Regions from separate parts of the Sus scrofa genome. Here region 2 is linked to region 1. Evidence: chromatin contacts called from public Hi-C data. All regions are on one chromosome and are shown on one strand. Each heading gives the region's core, a stretch centred on a gene start, on an enhancer-like site or on the middle of the called end of the contact. The rest is flanking DNA. Distances are from core to core; before and after follow the strand shown. Region 1 holds the start of SLC25A39 (solute carrier family 25 member 39). Region 2 holds the start of UBTF (nucleolar transcription factor 1).

Evidence for each region. Hi-C and Micro-C count contacts between places; a contact is called where the count stands out from the background.
Region 2: a Hi-C map of skeletal muscle shows a contact between it and region 1, with 4 times the contacts expected there. The contact joins the promoter of UBTF here to the promoter of SLC25A39 in region 1. A contact is called at or near these places in 3 of 5 promoter capture datasets (fetal liver and liver), 22 of 47 Hi-C or Micro-C datasets (adipose tissue, alveolar macrophages, blood and 13 more) and 2 of 2 datasets of contacts at active chromatin or transcription factors (alveolar macrophages and skeletal muscle).

The regions. Positions count from the first base shown.
Region 1 is chr12:18,913,494-18,917,585 of Sscrofa11.1, reverse strand. SLC25A39 (solute carrier family 25 member 39) reads right to left here and starts at 2,045. Exons shown (of 12, transcript NM_001244966.1): 1 at 2,025-2,045; 2 at 1,051-1,150; 3 at 892-951; 4 at 730-774; 5 at 339-472; 6 at 1-18. The coding sequence starts at 1,135.
Region 2 is chr12:18,987,807-18,991,898 of Sscrofa11.1, reverse strand. UBTF (nucleolar transcription factor 1) reads right to left here and starts at 2,050. Exons shown (of 20, transcript XM_021066877.1): 1 at 1,646-2,050.

The sequences.
Region 1 (4,092 bases), core at 796-3,295:
GATCTTCACAAAGGCATCCTGGCCAAGCAGGCACCAGCCCAGGGGGAGGGAGGATGAGTGTGAACAAGGCCTGTGATGGACATGGCCCAGGCTGGGCCCTGGCCTGATGCCTCTGCTCAGGCCTCCACACACATAATTCCCTAATTGGCTCTAAGTGGACTCCTATTCACCCTTCAAAACCTCCTGAAGGCACCACCTCCTCAGGGAAGCCCTTCCCAAACCGAACTGGCCAGCCCTACATGCTTCCCACTACTCATTCTTTCCTAGTCTGCTGCCCAACCAATCTGTACCCCTCAGCAAGGCCTACAGGCCCAGCTCAGGGTGCAGCTGCTCCTCACCACGGTGCCAGTGAAGCGAGTGGGGTCCTGAAACCAGGTGGCACAGCGAGTACCATTCGGGCACAGGTACAGGGGCTCTAGGACACCATTGCAGTACAGGAAGCACTTCCCTGTGGATTGGAGAGAGGAGGGCACTGGGGAAGGAGTGGGGGCATCAGGATGACAGGCCTGGAACCCTGCAGGAGGCAGTGCGCTCCCATCCCCATCCCTGGAGGGCCGGCAGAGCCTGGGGTCCATGGGTGGACATTCTTGTGTCAGAGAGAGAGGGGTGGCTGATGGGATCTAGAAGCCAGTGCTAGTCCATAGCTGTGGGGCCCCTGTGAGCCCTGGGCAGACTGGTACACTCCCTCCCCTGGACCCTTACAGGTACCCTGTGGCTTAGGGCACTCACATTTGGCGTAGGAGAGGCTCCAGAGTCTGGATGGAGGCATCAGCTCTAAAATACAAGGCAGTACCCAAGTTGGGAGTGTCCCCTACCTACTCGGAAGCCCCCACCTCTGGGAAATCCTTGGCACCAGCCCCTACCCTACGGGCTCTGGGGTTGGGCACTCACCACTGGCCACCGAGGGGCGCTGAGACTGCAGGCGGACCTTCACCACATCCAGGGGGGTCACTGGGGGAGGAGGGCAGGTCTGAGGACTCCTTGCAGGACCCACCCTGACCCCTCCAATTCCCAGCTGCCCGCCCCTCCGCGACCCTCCCCAATTCTTACTGAAGAGAGAGGTGACCACAGCCCCAGCGCCTGATGCCACCATTTGCTGGAGGGGGCTGATGCCCCCGGGGTCCTGCTCGGCCATCTCGCAGCTTCAGTTCTGGAAAGCAAAGGTCACTCAAACGGAGCATCTACCCACAAAACCAGACTCGGGGGGAGGGGAAAGAAAACAAGGCAGGGGCACTTGGGGACACTACCCGGACCCTCACCCCATCCATCCACTGAGAGTGAGTTTCTCGCAACAACCCATTAAAGCAATTACTGCCAACTCCACTTTGCCATCGGGGAACCTGAGGCTCAGAGAGGTGAAGTGATCTACCCAAGGTCCCTCTGGGGGTCTGGTCTGTAGTCGGGAAGGAAACTGGAAGAGTCGCCCATGGTTTAACGGGCAGTAATGACCCACCGCCATGCCCTTACCCTCCCCACACAGATTTACGGGGCATCTCTTCAGCGTAGGTGCGGGGGGGGGGGTCTGGGGCCTAAAGATCAAAACGCCTGAGCCGCCCCTCTAGGCCCCCCACTCCTGAGCCCCAAGTCACAGGGCATGGAGAGGTGGGGCAGACGAGTGAGGGGAAGAAACACATCTGAGAGCGGCCAAGGGGACTCAGTCCCCCATCTGTTTTCTGGGGACTGCAGGCATGGGTGCCTGGTCCTCTCCCGCACCCATCTTCCCAAGGCCAGAAGCGCCAGGCCCCGGGCCTGGGTGGGAAGAACAGTCTCTCTGCTCTCCCTCCCCCAAATCGGTCGGCCGAGAGTGCGAGAAGTGGGGATCGACGAAAGATAGCTCCTCGTCCCTCGGCGACACTCTCTACCCCGGAGCCGCTCAGAGAGCGCCCGGTGGGGCCGACGAGGTCGGCCCGCGACTCCCGGCCTTCAGCCCATCACCCCCGGGCTCAGCCTCCCCGGGACCCCCTTAGATCCGACTCCCGCCTCCGTCTCCAGCCGAACCCTCAACCCTGGTCCTGCCCACTCACCTGGCTCTTGGCCGGTGCTCGCGCGCCGCGGCGCCCGGGGCCGGGCGGGCCCATAGCGGCTCCGCGGCCGGTGCGGGCTCCGCGAGCCCTCACCGGGCAGCAAGGCCGACTCGGAAAGCGGCGGAGCTCGCCCCGCCCCCGGAACGCGCCGGGAGGCCCCGCCCCCGTGGGCCGACCGGCCGCACGCCCGGAGTGACGCCGGCGCTGCTACTCGTACCAGCTTCGTCCAGGACCAGCGCTGTCTCGGACCCGCGCCACCTGTGCCTCCCCAGTGCCCTGCCGGGCCCACGCGCCAAGGTTGGGGGTCTCGGCGCCGCGTGTGACCTGGCGGCAGTGATACGCTTGACTTCGTATTGTCACCAACACACCTCACCAGCACCCGGGCAGCTTGCTGATCCCTCAAACTTTGCAAACGAGCGTGAGCAACGCACTCTCCGCATCCCCCCATTTTCCTCATCTGCATGGAGGCGGGCTTTTGAATCGGCGATGGCAAAGCATTTAACTACCGGACTCTGCTAAGTTTTTACAACTCAACGGCGACTGTATCAAATGGGGCCGTCCGCACTTAACAGGCAATCCATTGAGACTGAAATTCCAAGACCTCTTGACAAACTGCCGGGTAACACGCGAGCGCGAGCAATAGATTTAGAGAAGCAGTAAGTAACCTGGGCCTGGTAGGCTGGACAGCGATAGAAGGCTGGCCCGGGAGCCGGGAAACCTGGGTTAAACCGGATTCAATCTGGGCTTCGTCCCATCGCCATGTGACCCTGGGCAGGTCACAGCACCGCTCTGTGCCTCGGATTCCTCCTTCGCAAAGGGTGAAGATTGAGTAGGGGTAGGGGACCCACATTTCTTTGTTGCTTACTCTCACAAAACCGATTTCTTCTAAATCTCCGAATATCTAGAAATGGGTTATTATTAACCCCATTTTACAGAAGACGGAATGAGGCTCGAAGAATCCGGTATTAGAACCGGGTAAGTACCTTTTTCCCTGCACCAGGTTGCCTCCCCAGGTGACAGGTGGACATAAATCCTGCGATGCCATCTCTGATCCCGCTTCTCAGGGAGACGCATTTCTTTCCCGACCTTACCCGAGACCACCAGCTGTCTCGCCTCTACAACTTTCCTGTGGTCAGCGGTTATTTGTCCCAACAGAAAAACTAACTCGGAGTGTGAACCTGCGCCTTTAAGAAGGATAGGCCGTGCTTTTGACGTCACCGGCTCCCCCGCCTTGCACCGCCGGGAACGGTCCCATCTGGGCCTGGAGTCACCCAGCCGGCCGGTGCACGCCGGTTTAGCACGTGGATTCCAAGGGGCCAACCATGTGCTTTCCCTGCGAAAGGACGTTCGGGATCTCCACCTCTAGGAAGCCCAAAATGAGCTGATGGGGATAAAAATACTTCCGTTTCACAGAAATTTTGTGAGGATTTAATGATTTAATAGCAGTAAAGTGCTTAGACCCCTGTCTGGCACATGGGAAGCCCTCAATGACTACGACTGTCATTATTATTATTATTATTAATCCCCCCATCACCCCACCCCATGGCACAGAACGTTCTGGAAAGGGTCTTTAGAGCAACCAGGATTCTGATCTTACCTCTGCCTCTAAATACAGGCAGTGGTAGTGATAACTCCTTACACCCTTTTCCTCCCCAGAGCCAAGATGAGCTGCAAAGTAGCCCAGCCAGGAATCCCCCTCGGAGACCTCGGAGCCTGTCTTCCTCACAGTAAATGAGGGACTCGCGCTCCATTTCTGGTTTTCTTCTTGCCATAGGATGCCTTTGAGATTTGTCACTATACCTCAGTTTCTTCAACTGAAAATAAGAATGATGTCACCATCCTGCTCATTTACAGACTCTTAGCTCAAGTGCTATCTGCGAAAAGCTAGGTAGAGTCCACACCCAGAGCGGAGCAGCTCACATTTCCTGCCACCCCCCCACAGGAAAATTCTGTGAGACTGAGAAGACCTTGGGGGATCCTCGGGTAACCAAAGGCCAGTGGTGGCCAGTGCAGTGACAGCCGTCTGGGCCTGCAGGAGAAGTTATCCCCTATTGGAGCTGGGGGAGGC
Region 2 (4,092 bases), core at 801-3,300, 74 kb before region 1:
GGCGGCAGCGCTGGGGCGGCGGCTGCTGCTGCTGTGGCGGCGGCGGCGGCTGTGGCTGCTGCCTGCTGCTCCTCGCGGCGAAAAGCACAAAGCACAGCGCCCTCCGCCTGCAGGCAGCCCGCCCGCCGCCCGCCCGCCGGCCCCGGCCTCAGCTCGCACACCCCCCGCCGCCGCCGCAGCCTCCGCCGCCGGAGCGGGGAGGAGGAGGGAGAAGGGAGGAGGAGGAGCGGGAGGGGGGGCGGGAGAAGCGGGGCAGCGAGCGCGTCCTTCCCCGTAGAGCGCACACCGACCCCCGGGGAGCGAGCGCCAGCCCGCCCGCCTCGCCGGCTCCGCTCCCTCCCACAGCCTGCCCGGGCGGGCTCCGCGGGGGGCAGCTGGGAGGAGGGGCGGGAGCTGGGGGACCCGGGCGGCCGAGGCGGAGGGAAGGAAGGAGGGGAGGGGGTGGTGGTGGTGGTAGTGGTAGTGGTGGTGGTGGCGGCGGCGGCGGCGGCTGCTGCCGCCGGAGAGGGGGGGGGCCGGGGCAGGGAGACACGCAGCCGCCCGGATGGCGGCGGGGCTCGGAGCCGAGGCAGGCGGGCGGGCGGGCGCCGAGAGCGACCTCGCCAGACCCGCGGGGGAACTGGCAGGCTCGGCCGGCGCGGGAGGGAGGGCTCGAGGCGCGGCCGCAGAGAGGGTGCCCGGAGGGCCCCCCGGCGGCCAGGGAGGCTCGGGGGGTGCCTGCAGCCTTGCTCCGGAGCTCTCTCTTAAGTCTTCCCAGCTCAGATTCAGGTTTCCACGCCGGCCCTCACCCGCTCCCCTCGCCTGCCTCCCGGAGCGGGCGGTCCGCGCCCACCCTTATCCCCGGAGCGTAGCCACCGGCTTGGGGCGCACGCCCGCCGATCGCGGCGCCAGGCTTCGGAGCCTGCCTCGCGGTCGCCTCGCTGCCAAGCAGCACACACACGAACTTTTAAAAAATTATTCCTACAAAATATCCTCCTTGCAAATTAAAAAAAAAAAATCCTGTGCTTACACTCCGCAAACGGCGAGGGGGCAACGGGCTCCGGCGGAGGAGCCTTTCTGGGAGCTGGTTCAATCCAGCCCGGCATGGCTCCCCAGGCCTGCCCGGGCGCATGGAGATCGTCGCTGCCGCCGCTCGCAGCAACCCCTCTCCCCCGAAATCCGCGGCGCTGGGGCTCACTTACCGAGCGTGTGAATGGGAGTGCGGGCCAGGGGCGCCTTAGGGGTGCTGCGGGCCGAAGAGCCGAGCCGCAGCTCCGCCGCAGCCGACGCCGGGGCAGCGAGTCGCCAGACAAAGCCCGAGATGGCGAAGCGGAGCGACGGCTAATGGCGAGCCCCACGCGCCGCGCTCCGCCCGCCCCGCTCCGCCCGCCCGCCCGCCCGCCTCGGCGCAGCGCAGCGCCGCTCCGAGCGCTCGCCCGTCAGAGCCGCCTCGGCGCCGCCGCCTCCCGGGCCACTCCGGCCTCGCCTGGCCCCTCCGCCTCCTCCGAGCGGCTCAGCCTCACCCCTTCCCTCCCACCGCTCTGGGGGTTGCATGAAAATAAAAAAAAAAAGAAAAGGAAAAAATGCTTTTCTTTTTTTTTTTTCCTTTGGCAGGGCGGGCTTGTTGAGACTTTCGGGTCTTTTTTTGCCCCCAGCTCGCACTCACCTGCGGAGCCGCCGGGAGGGCTAGGGGTGGGGGCGCGCGGGGCTGTAGCCGGCGAGCGCGGGTTGAAAGCTAGCCAAGCTCTGCAGCGCCCGACCCGGGCGTATACGCCGCCGCCAGTCCCCGCAGAGAAATCGTCCTCCTACCCCCGCCTCCATCGCTCTGCGTTTCTCTTCCAATCAGCCGATCGCTTGGCGGCTCCTCCATTCTCCGGCCAAGCCCGCTGCCTAGAGCGAGCTCCACTCCTCCATCTGCTTGCCCGGATCCTCGCTCCCCTGCCGGGGCCGGCGAGGCGACGTGGGGCCGGAGGGGGATTTGCGAGGGAACCTGCCGGCTTCCCGCTCCCATTGCTCCCTCCCTGCTGCCTCCTGCCTCCTGCTTCTCTCCTGCGTCTTTCCAACTCTCCCCTGTCGCCACTGGTGTGTGTCTGAGTGTGTGCGCGGGTTTTTTTTTTTTTTTTTTTTTTTTTTTTTTTTTTATTGCTCTTTGCTTTTGCAACCCTAGAGCCAGAGCGGAGTGGGTGGGGGGTGGGGAGCAAGGGGGAGTGTTACAAAAAAACAAAAAAGAAAGAAAAAGATAAAAGCAAGCAAATAGCTCTTAGGCTTGCAACACATTGAAAAACCCGGGGAGCACCCCGCCTAGTCCGATCTCGGGGCTCCGCCAGGGCCTTCCGGGTTTTGGAGCGAGCCCCTCGTTGTTCTCAGTGCCCCTCACCTCCTACGGGTTTAGGATCCGAGGAAGTCCAAGCAAAAAGTTCTCCCCCTGGGCCGTAGCAAGGGGGTGTCAGGGTGGGAGGTGGGGGTATTTCTCAAGAAGCAGCAACCGTCCCTCCCACCCCGGCTTCAGTGGCTGGGCCGGCGTCTGGATAAAGAGCAAAAACCCCGTTGGGTTTAGGCAAAGGGGTATCCGGGGTGAACTTGGAGCTTGAGACCTCGCTTCGTGCATCTCCCCTTCGGTCTCTGCCGCCTGTCCCCTGCCAGCTCCCCCTTTAATTTTTTTTTTTTTTTTTCCCTTTCCTTTAATCTAATTTCTTCCAACTCCACCTTTGTTGTTAACCGGCGTCACGCCCGGACCAGCCAATCCCCGCCACGCAATCGGCTTGTCAAAAAGGCTCGGCCAGCCCTGGGAAAGCAGGCTGCGGGCGCTGCCCCCCACCCTCCACTACCCCCACCCCCGGCAGCGGCGGCGGGGAGCCAAGAGGGGAGCCTGGCACCCGGGCCTCGCCGCGCAAGCCGCAGCGGGGCAGCCTCCTCGTAGGCCTCTGTTCTCCTACCACCCTGCGGGCCGGGGATCGAAAGGCCTGGGCGGGACCACCATCCACCCTCCCAACTGCCGTCGTCTGTGGTTGTCTTCCTCTGCCTGTCCTCCTCCGCGGAGGGTTTATCTGGACGCAGGAAGCCAGATGACAGTCTGAAGAACGCCCGCTTCCGACAGGCGAGCCTACAGTTTGGGCCATCGCTCCGGGGGCAGCGCCATTGCTCCCGGCTCCTGGGATGCCAGCCTACCACGCCAGCACTGCTGCGGCCACATCTCGGCCAGCTGGGTCACTGGCCCCTTTGGACTCTCCCCTGGCAAACAGCCTTCTCCATCTTCACAGGCGGGCTTCGCTGCTGCTGCTGCGGTTCCTCATGTCTCCCGGGAGAAATGAGATTCCTTTTCCAGGGCTTCCAGAGCCCACATCTGCCACGTTTCATAAACAGGGAGGAAAATCCTGTCAAGATCTGGTGTGTCAGGATTTTCTAGTGGGTAGAGCACGTAGGAGGGGCCGATTTGCCTTGATGCTAATGAAGTTTAAGCTTCAGGGCCCCTTATCACAGGGGCTGTCTTAGGCCCTTAATTTTGATCCATCATTTGGTATTTTTGTTAAAGAGGCCTGGCAGCACCCCCCCACCCCCACAATTATGCAAGTTTCAGCTCCACAAGCCCAGCTCTGCCCTTGGCACCTACAGAGGGCATTTTGTGTATGATCAAGCCAACTCATACTGTACTTAGAACTGGCAGGGACTGACTTTCTTCTTCTGACTGGGAAACAGCAAAGGGTTTGGAGTCAAAAGTTCCAGCATCTGAGCCTCTCGGCTTCCTCGCCTTCTTAATGGTTTGAGTTTGATGGGATCTCCTAACTTCATCTGAGCCCAGTTTCCTTGACTATAAGATTAAACTAGCAATCTTATGTTCTCTGCTCTCCTCGCCAGGGGTTGGAGAGTCTAGTGAAATGATGTACGTAAAGCTGTTAAACTACTCCGCAATGTCACTTGTGACGATTACAGTGGGAGAAACTTAGAAACAAAGTTCCAAGTCTTTCATACACAGATCTGGAGTCCAGGTGTCCTGGCTCCCCGCCTAAACTTCTTGGCTGGGCCAAGGGGCCTTTCGGTAAAGTACTTTGGAATAAAACAGGATGAACATGAATCATAAGAATGATTATTATTGATTTTTCATTCCTTGGGCAG